Regions from separate parts of the Pan troglodytes genome. Here region 2 is linked to region 1. The links are chromatin contacts, called in public capture Hi-C maps. All regions are on one chromosome and are shown on one strand. The core of a region is the stretch at or near the end of the contact, and the rest is flanking DNA. Distances in the headings are between cores, read along the strand shown.

Region 1 (3,845 bases), core at 1,219-3,718:
AGTTGCTTAGGTGCTTGCCAGCACAACTTGCTGGAAGTCAGTCTTCTAGGGTGCTAGGGAAGGCTGCTCCTAGGGAGGTGTCAGTGGAGGCACTCCACTATAAAACTACCACAGGTGGAGTGCCAGGGGAAGCTGCTGGCCTCCAGGTGTTGCAGGAGCCTGGGACTGGAGAAGCTGTGCTTGCCGCAGGAACCTGTTGAACTAGGCAGTACACTGGAAGCAGGAAGCAAAACTCTTTCCTCCTGCAATGTCTCTCCAGCGCCCTCTACTCACAAAACTTTCCTTGGAAAAAGAAAAATATTTATAGGTCCCAGCTTAATTTTCACAGAGCAAGCAAAAAGGGTGAATTTGGAGTTGAAAAGCGATGAATTGGTAACTGGGACACCCCATAACTATCTTAGAAGGTTCAGGACACTCAAAAAGGGTATCGTTTGATTCCATATTACCTGTAGAAAACAGTTTAATCTTGTCTAAGTTTGGAGTTTAAGCAGGTAGAGGCTTGCCTGATGGGTACCTGGCCATGTGTGCATCAAAAACTTTATAAAAATTGATGCCTTTTCATCTAGGACTTCCATTTCTAAAGACAAGCAGAGGTAAACAGTTGTTCATTGCTGTGATATTTATTAGAAAGACAGAAAACGTGCTTAGAAGTCTGATATCTGGGGAATGGTTCAATAAGTTCTGATGTGTTTACAAGGTGAAATATAGGTCATTAAAATGATATTTTAAAATAATTTTTAATGGAATGAGAATATACTCATGGTATAATGTAAAAAGGAAAAAAAGAACATGAATAGTATCTGTGGTACATTCCCAATTATGTTAAAATGTAAAAGAGTGTGTGTGTATGTTTAATAAAACAGAAGGCATGATAATGGTGTTTATCTCTCTGGACGGTGATTTTTATTTTTCTTCTCCATGCTTGTCTATATTTTTCATATTTCCTAGACTGAGCATGTGTTACCTTTATAATTTAAAAAATGTGAGCATGTTTTAAGGAATATGTACATCTCCAGCATTCAGTAGCAGGAGAGAAGCCTGGCTTCACGATTCCTTCTGGAAGCTTACGTTTAAGATCTGATTTTTCTTCAGGAGTACAGACTTTTAACGGCCTGTTTACAGCTCCACTGGGGTGTGGGTGGAGACAGAGATCTTTCTGCCCATATCATTTCCTCTTCCTATATCTCTTGAATCTTTCCTTCCTTTGTGCAGAAGGAGAGAGAGAACAAAAATATGCAGCAGTGTGATAACATGGCCTTCATAAAACTCTGCTCCTGACAGCAGCCACTGTGTATTTACTGACTGCAGAACTTCCCTCCCTCCTGCTCAACCCTCCCTCCTCCTCTGCTAGATATTTACCAATTCATTTGTATCCGATGTTCCTTCTGAAACAATCACTGGGATAAGATGAGATTCTCTTTTTCTGAGGTTTTCGCTTGCCAGAACAGCATTCCAGAATTCTGGTTTTGTTTTTCTTTTTTAAAAGAACTCAGTTATGGTGAAGATATGCATGCTGCATAATGATAAAATAATCTAACTTTCAAGTCAAATAATAAAATATATTAATCTATATTATTTTAATAGCTTCTTATACAATAAAAAAGCATTGAATTTTCATAGGACACTTTTAATAAGTCACAGTGTGACCAAGTCCTTCCTCTTTTCAAGAGTCTGATGGAAGGCAGGCAATTTAATAACAGATATCACTGAGGAAACATGAAAGAATAAGATGAATGGGATAGCTACCGGGAGAGTTGTTTAAACTATCAACCAATATGGCCCCCCTATACTCACACACACACATGGTCACACACACATGCACACTAGAAAGGACATGAAACTCCTCTCTGGCCTGTGGGGGCAGAAGACAGCTGGAGAGGAAGCAAGACCTCAAATTAATTGAAATTTCAATACCCACACGAGGCTACGGCTCCTGTTTGGACAGCATAAACAGAGGCAGAGTAAGTTTGGAGAGCTGAGAGCAGAGGAGCTCTGTTTGCTCTTTCTCTCCAGAACTCTGGTACCTCACAGGAGTGTCTCATGCCCTTTTGCAGTGGAAACTGTAGCGTGACAATGACTGAATGGGATGCCAGGGACACAGGGGTTCTGGGACAGTCTTACCTGTGTTCCCACGGCTCTTAAGTGGCATGAGGGAGCTGTCACATTTTTCTGAGCCTCCCTTCCCCAAGAAAGATACAGTAGTTAGATTTTAAAAAAGGAGAGAAATGCTAATCTCCAGGATCCCTTTGCCTTGAGGGAATACCGGGTAGAAAGTGGTGTGAACTCTATGACTGCTATCATATGAGACCAGACCAAGACTGGAGGCCTGGCTATCATGGGTTCTGGGGCACTCCTCCCATATCCCTTCTCCAGGGCAGATGCTCATCTCTCAGCTGCTGAGAATACTGGTTGCTGACCAGTATCCACTGGGAATTGCCCTGGCTGTGGGGAATTGGCCCCCGGGTGGGAGCAGTCCACACATAGTCAGTGACTGGCTGATGTAGGGATACAAAAGCCAGCCTGTCCTGCTTCAATTTGGAGCAATCATAAGGCATTGTTCCAGCTCAAGAGCTCCCCCTGGGATCTAGGATCTGTCACCACATTACAGGACGGTTTCTATCTCTCCCCGTTCCTGCCTTCCTTGTTCCCTTATTCCCATCTGCAAGACGCATAACTGCCAACACTTTCCAATAACCCCTCTGTAAGCCTTTTTCCATCTCAGAATGTGAATTCATTGTAATATAGTTGGTGCCAGGAGTGGTCCTAGGAAGCCAACTGTAAAAAGGGATTTTGCAAATGGGTCATTTGCCGGCTAGCTGGCAATGAGGATCCTAGAACTGGTGGCTGAGCATATGCATGGGACAAGAGCCCCAGAGTGTGCTGGACAGGTAACATTGTTCTGATCAGCACTAACACAGCTCCTTGGAGGACATTGCAGGGTCTCTGGCTTGCATTTTGAGAAGCCAGTGGAGGATTTTGAGTACAGAAGTGATTTAACCTCACTAATTTACAGGGAATATAGGGAGAAGAGAAACATGTTAAAAGACACCAAGGGGAAACAATCAGCAAAAATCCAGGCTGGCAGAAATCCTACAGGATAAACAATGTTGTTTGATTATGTAAAAATATCTTGAAAGATGGAAGACACTATAAGCCAGGTTAGATGACATAAGTGTGTCTACGCATACAGCAGCTCAGGAATGTTACCCAAGAAACTGGTAATGGATGTGCTGGGACCAGATGTAGGCAGCTGTAATACAGAGTGAGGAGGAAAATTACTTTTTGAAGTATTTTCTTTTTTGCATGTTGTTTACTTCACCACCCTATCCAAATAATTCTATTTTGGTATCAAGTAATTGTATTATTTCTTTGGAAACAATACCAATAAATAAATATATCTTTTAAAAAAGATAGCAATAGACTGGGAAAATCGACATTAATATTCCTAATATACAAATATTTTCTACAAGTCAATAAGAAGAAGATGAACAGCGAAACAGGAAAAAAGCTATTTATCAATCCATCTTTTTCGAATGGTTTTGATGAATCCCAAGCACGTGCCCAGCACTATTCTACATGCTGAGGATAGGGTGCTGAAGTAAACAAACAAAGACTCTGCAATCCAGAGGCTAACATTCAGTAATGGTGGGGTGTGCAAGGAAGAAGAGCACGTATACAGGCAATTGACAGGAGCAGAAATTCTAATGGTTATAAAGAAATAAAAAATTCTCGACCTCAAAAACAAATATATACAAAATGAAACAGGAAGACATGATTTTAACCCATTGAGTGTCAAAGATTAAGTAGACCTAGAGCATCCATCCACAGTGAGAGTGGGGGAATTG
Region 2 (4,507 bases), core at 981-3,480, 150 kb before region 1:
GGCCTCCAGATAGAAACCACAGCTCTTCCTGAGACACCCTGCTCCTAAGAACATATTCAGCCACCGAATGTGCTCTCTCTCCATCAACAGTGGACTTGGTAGACTATAACACCACCAGGCGTGGAGTAAAAAAACAGACAACTGAACCCTAATCTTGGGCAGCTTTACCAGTTACCACTGCTGTGCTCCCCAACAGCCAGCAGGAGGCAGCACAACACGCAAAGCTGAATTTTAGGCTGGGGTGTGATTGGTTCAGACTGGGCCTTAGTAAGTAAAGTCCTGAGATCACTGATGTTCCTTTGATTTTTAAATTACTATTATTATTTTATTTCTACTCTGCACTTCCCTCAGCTTATTTACTCTGGGCTTAGTTTGTCCTCTGCTCCCTTCCTCTGTCCTAATCAGCTGCATCCTGTTGAGCACAAAGACCAGTGACTCCAGGGAGCCCTCGCTGAATACTCTGACCCTCCCTGGCCTCCCCACTCTGACACCCGACAGTGCTTGGAGGCTGTGCCACACAGCTTGTGTTGGGTGCCCTGGTCCTCATGTCAGTCTCATTGCCTCAGCCAACAGAAGGCATCCTGAGATTGGGGGGCCATGGCTGATCCTCCCTCAGTCTCTCTGAGCACCTGACCCAGGGCTGGGCACACAGTGGCCACTCATCAACTAAACTAAATAGAATCCTGAAGTCATCTCAGAGAGCTCAGCTCTAGTCCCAAGTCAGAGCTTGACACCCCCATTAACCAAACCAGGAAATTCCTTCTGGACACAGATACCTCCTGCCTGGCAGGAGGGAAAAAAGACCAAAAGCCCTCAGACCAAGGCAAAAACTGCAGAAGCAGCCTGGCCAGCTCCACCCCAGCAGCAAACTCCATGACATGGAAGTGGGGTGGGTACCGGTTCGAGACTGTGCCTCTGCATATGCTGTACCCTCCACATCCAGGTCCAGGGCTTTCCCTGTACTGATGGTTGTGGGTGTCAGAAGGTGGCCCAAAGTCACCGTGAGATCCTCAGGCATCTAACAACCCAGGCCAGTTATCCAGTCTGGATTCACTGAGGCTGAGCAATGAACTCACACTTACCAAAATCACCATCATCACTATAATCTCAGGACTGAAACCAAAATGGCTTTGTGCATGTTCTCCACTGCAAGGATTGCAGGGTAGAAAAGAAATGACCCTCCAGCCCAGTAGGAGTGATGGTTCAGGGACAACCCAGATATCCAAGCAGGAATAGAAACAAGTGCTCAGCCCAGCAGAGGCTGGGAGCAAAAGAGGCCAGTGTGGGCAGTGAGGGAGCCAGAATAGCCTCAGGAAGAAGCTACAGAGAGAACCTCCTAAGAAGAGAAGACATCTCCTAGTCACCGTGTCCGCTGAGCATTTCTGCCAAGAGTGTTGTCTATAATATTTGCCTTACTCTCAGAACCAGTGAGAATAAACATTCTAAATAAGACAAGCTTCCACGCCTCTAGCTGGCTGTTGCACAGTGGACTGAATCTCTTAATAATTGTATTTCCCTCTTTGCAGTGGTTTCAAGGAAGCCAGGTGTCTCAACAGTCTACACCTTGATGGCATGCATTTAAAATGTCCTTCTCCCCACTGATTCCATCTTACTTGCCCACTCCCTTTTCCCCATGCTTCAATTTTCTTACTTTGATTTGCTACTTTAGATATATTTCCACAAGTAGACCTAACTCCTTTTTATATCAGGAAGGAGTATAAATGGAGAAATGAACCCCACAGAACATAGTCCCAAAACAGGGGCACCAGGAGGAGCAGGAGAGTGAGTAGCTGGGTAGAAAATCCCATGCTCTGCCTCCTCCGTGTTCTTGTCCCTGAAGATCTAAAGATTGGTGACCCAACAGGTCCTTACCCCTGGCAACAGGCCTGAAAGAGTATTGCTATCCACATCTTAGTACTCTAATTGGCTCCCAGAGACAATGTGTATGGGAGGAGGGTCTCCCGCCCAAGGTCATGGCCATAACAACTTGCAAACCTCAGGTGATGGTGGCCACGGCCTTGAGCCTGCAGAGCTGCCACTATGATGCCCAAAGCTGGGTTGCTTCTAGGAAAGGGCAGGGTCTCTGCTGTCTTCCACAGCAGGGGAATGGGTGTGTGGCCTTGGCTGATGTTTCTGTATTAGCAAATGTGTCAGCAGGGCTACAGCAGCCAGGGCTGCAGGCTCCACCTCTTCTCTCTGTGGGGAAGGGAGGGAGGGAGAAACTGGCAGAGCCTCTCAGCCCTTTAAAGGCCTGTGTAGCCTGCAGTGGGCCCAGGGCTGCCCCACCCCTGCAGTGCAGCAGAACCTCCCCCAGGTTAGCAAAAACATCCCACACAGCACACATTAGCGGGAGCATTAATGGAAGGCAGCAGATGTCTGCAGAAGAGCACGCCTGTCTGGAACACTTACATCCACGTCCCCAACAGCACCGAGGAGAGAGAAAAGAACATTCCGTTAGAGAAGGGTCTTTGGCACTAAAACTCACACGTGTGCACCATGCACACATCCCCATCCACACACACTCACACACAGACACACTCACATACACACATGTAGACACACACATGCTCACTCACTTCCCATGCTCTAAACCTCAGGCAGCTCCTCCTGCTATAATCAGAAGGACACTGCCCAGAGGCCACACTCAAAATGCAATTCTCTCTCTCTCTCTCTCTCTCTCTCTCTCTCTGAGAGGACAAAAAGGATGACTGCTTTTAAAAATTATGTCCTACATGCTTGATTTTAAAAGGGGGGGAGGGACACCTCTATGACTAACCACACAGGTAGTAATCCAGAGTTCAGTTCTATATGACATAGAGGTAGGCAGAGAAAAAAAAAAAGAGAGAGAGAGAGATAATAATAGACACACAGAAAAAAAGAGACAAAGACATGCAGAAAACAATAGGGAATCGGTTGACAAATGGGGCAGGAACAGAGCAAAGATGGGAAGAGAATGTTCTGGCATCTGAGATGTGCAGCTTAGAATAGAGGCTGCTGCCCCTGGGGCCTCTAAGCTCTGTCACTGCCCTAAAAGGCACTTAGCAGCCTCCGAAATGCCTCCTTTCCCTACCCCCATCATGAATTAAGACCTGAATTTACAACTCCTAGAAAATGTTCCTGTCTGCTGAGGGATCCTGGGGCTCTGCATGGCCCCAGAGGTAATTTGAATCTTCCCAGGCTTTGGCCTGAGTGAGCGCCCCTTGTGACAACATTTCAGGGGACCAGGAGGAAAGTGTCCCCGACAACTGTGAAATCCTCTTACTGCTTAAGAGTCAGCCTATAGCCCCAGGTGCAAGACAGACCTCCCCCAACACCATCTGCCACCACTGCACAATCCAGTAGAGACTGTCAGAGCTGGGAGGACCAAGGGACACCTCATGGAGGGGGAGACTGAGGCCTGCAGAGTGCAGGAGCTTTCCCAAGGCCTCAGAGGGAATGGTGTAGGCCAATCATCAAAGGGTTCCTTGCATGCAGACCTGAGAGCCAGGGCACAGGTATTAAGAGGCCCTTGGAGAGGCGGAGGCCCAAGAAAGGAAGGGCTAGGGCAACAGCTTCCAGGTCTTGAGGCCGCCACCAGGCCTCACCTGCTTCCCACTGTCCAGCAACCCCCATCCCAGCAGCTCCCAACCTGCTCGGGGATAAGGAACCAGAACTTGGACACTGAATCCTGGACACACTCTTATGCACATGCAGCCTTCCAGAACTATTCAGTTCCTACAATCAACCACAGCTCTATTGAAATGCACTGGAAACACTGTGTCTGATCATGAAACCACCAGATGTCATGGCAGGAAGGGCTTCTGAGAGCAGCACAGAGCAGTGTCAGGGGAAGAATGGAGGACAGGGCAGCCACTCTCCCCGACCCCCAAGTGCCAGTCTCCCAGAATTAGAGGCTTTTGGAATGGCTCACAGAATTTGCAGACTCAAAACTACAGTGTGAATAGACAGAAATCCCTGCAATTGCCTGGAGCCACTGGCACCGCAGGGTCATTTCCCATGAACTAGTGTGTCCACCAGGCCAGCGTCTAGTGCCCGGTGCTGGAAACAGCTGAACGCAGCCCCTTCATTTCCAACTTGGACCAGGAGGCCCCACAGGGACACAGGGTTAGTCAGAGCTGGGCTGGGACGCTTGTCTCCACCTGCAGCCCTGCTCAGACTCCTCTGTCAGTTCAGTTTGGCCTTATGGCCTCCAGAATCCCCAGCTTTTTTCTTTTTTTAGATGGAGTTTCACTCTTGTTGCCCAGGCTGGAGTGCAATGGCATGATATCGGCTCACCGCAACCTCTGCCTCCCGGATTCAAGCGATTGTCCTGCCTCAGCCTCTCGAGTAGCTGGGATTACAGGCATGTGCCACCTCACCCGGCTAATTTTCTATTTTTAGTAGAGATGGGGTTTCTCCATGTTGGTCAGGCTGGTCTCGAACTCCCGACCTCAGGTGATCTGCCTGCCTCGGTCTCCCAAAGTGCTGGGATTACAGGCGTGAGCCACTGCGCCTGTCCTAATCCCCA

The links. Capture Hi-C pulls out chosen DNA fragments and counts their contacts.
Region 2: a contact with region 1 is called in a capture Hi-C map of stem cell-derived neural stem cells, with 6 times the contacts expected there. The contact joins two enhancer-like sites. A contact is called at or near these places in 3 of 7 Hi-C or Micro-C datasets (induced pluripotent stem cells and stem cell-derived neural progenitor cells) and 1 of 1 other capture datasets (stem cell-derived neural stem cells).

What each region holds. Positions count from the first base shown.
Region 1 is chr12:36,378,499-36,382,343 of NHGRI_mPanTro3-v2.0_pri, reverse strand. No RefSeq gene overlaps it. Among named protein-coding and RNA genes, the nearest start is that of REEP1, 35 kb to the left of the region's middle. Within about 2 kb of position 2,468, at least 2 of the 24 cell types and tissues checked have an H3K27ac peak or open chromatin away from gene starts, as enhancers often do. A contact at or near this core is called in stem cell-derived neural stem cells, where this site is marked.
Region 2 is chr12:36,527,219-36,531,725 of NHGRI_mPanTro3-v2.0_pri, reverse strand. The region is part of intron 6 of REEP1 (receptor accessory protein 1); the gene reads right to left. Among named protein-coding and RNA genes, the nearest start is that of MRPL35, 24 kb to the left of the region's middle. Within about 2 kb of position 2,230, at least 11 of the 24 cell types and tissues checked have an H3K27ac peak or open chromatin away from gene starts, as enhancers often do. A contact at or near this core is called in stem cell-derived neural stem cells, where this site is marked.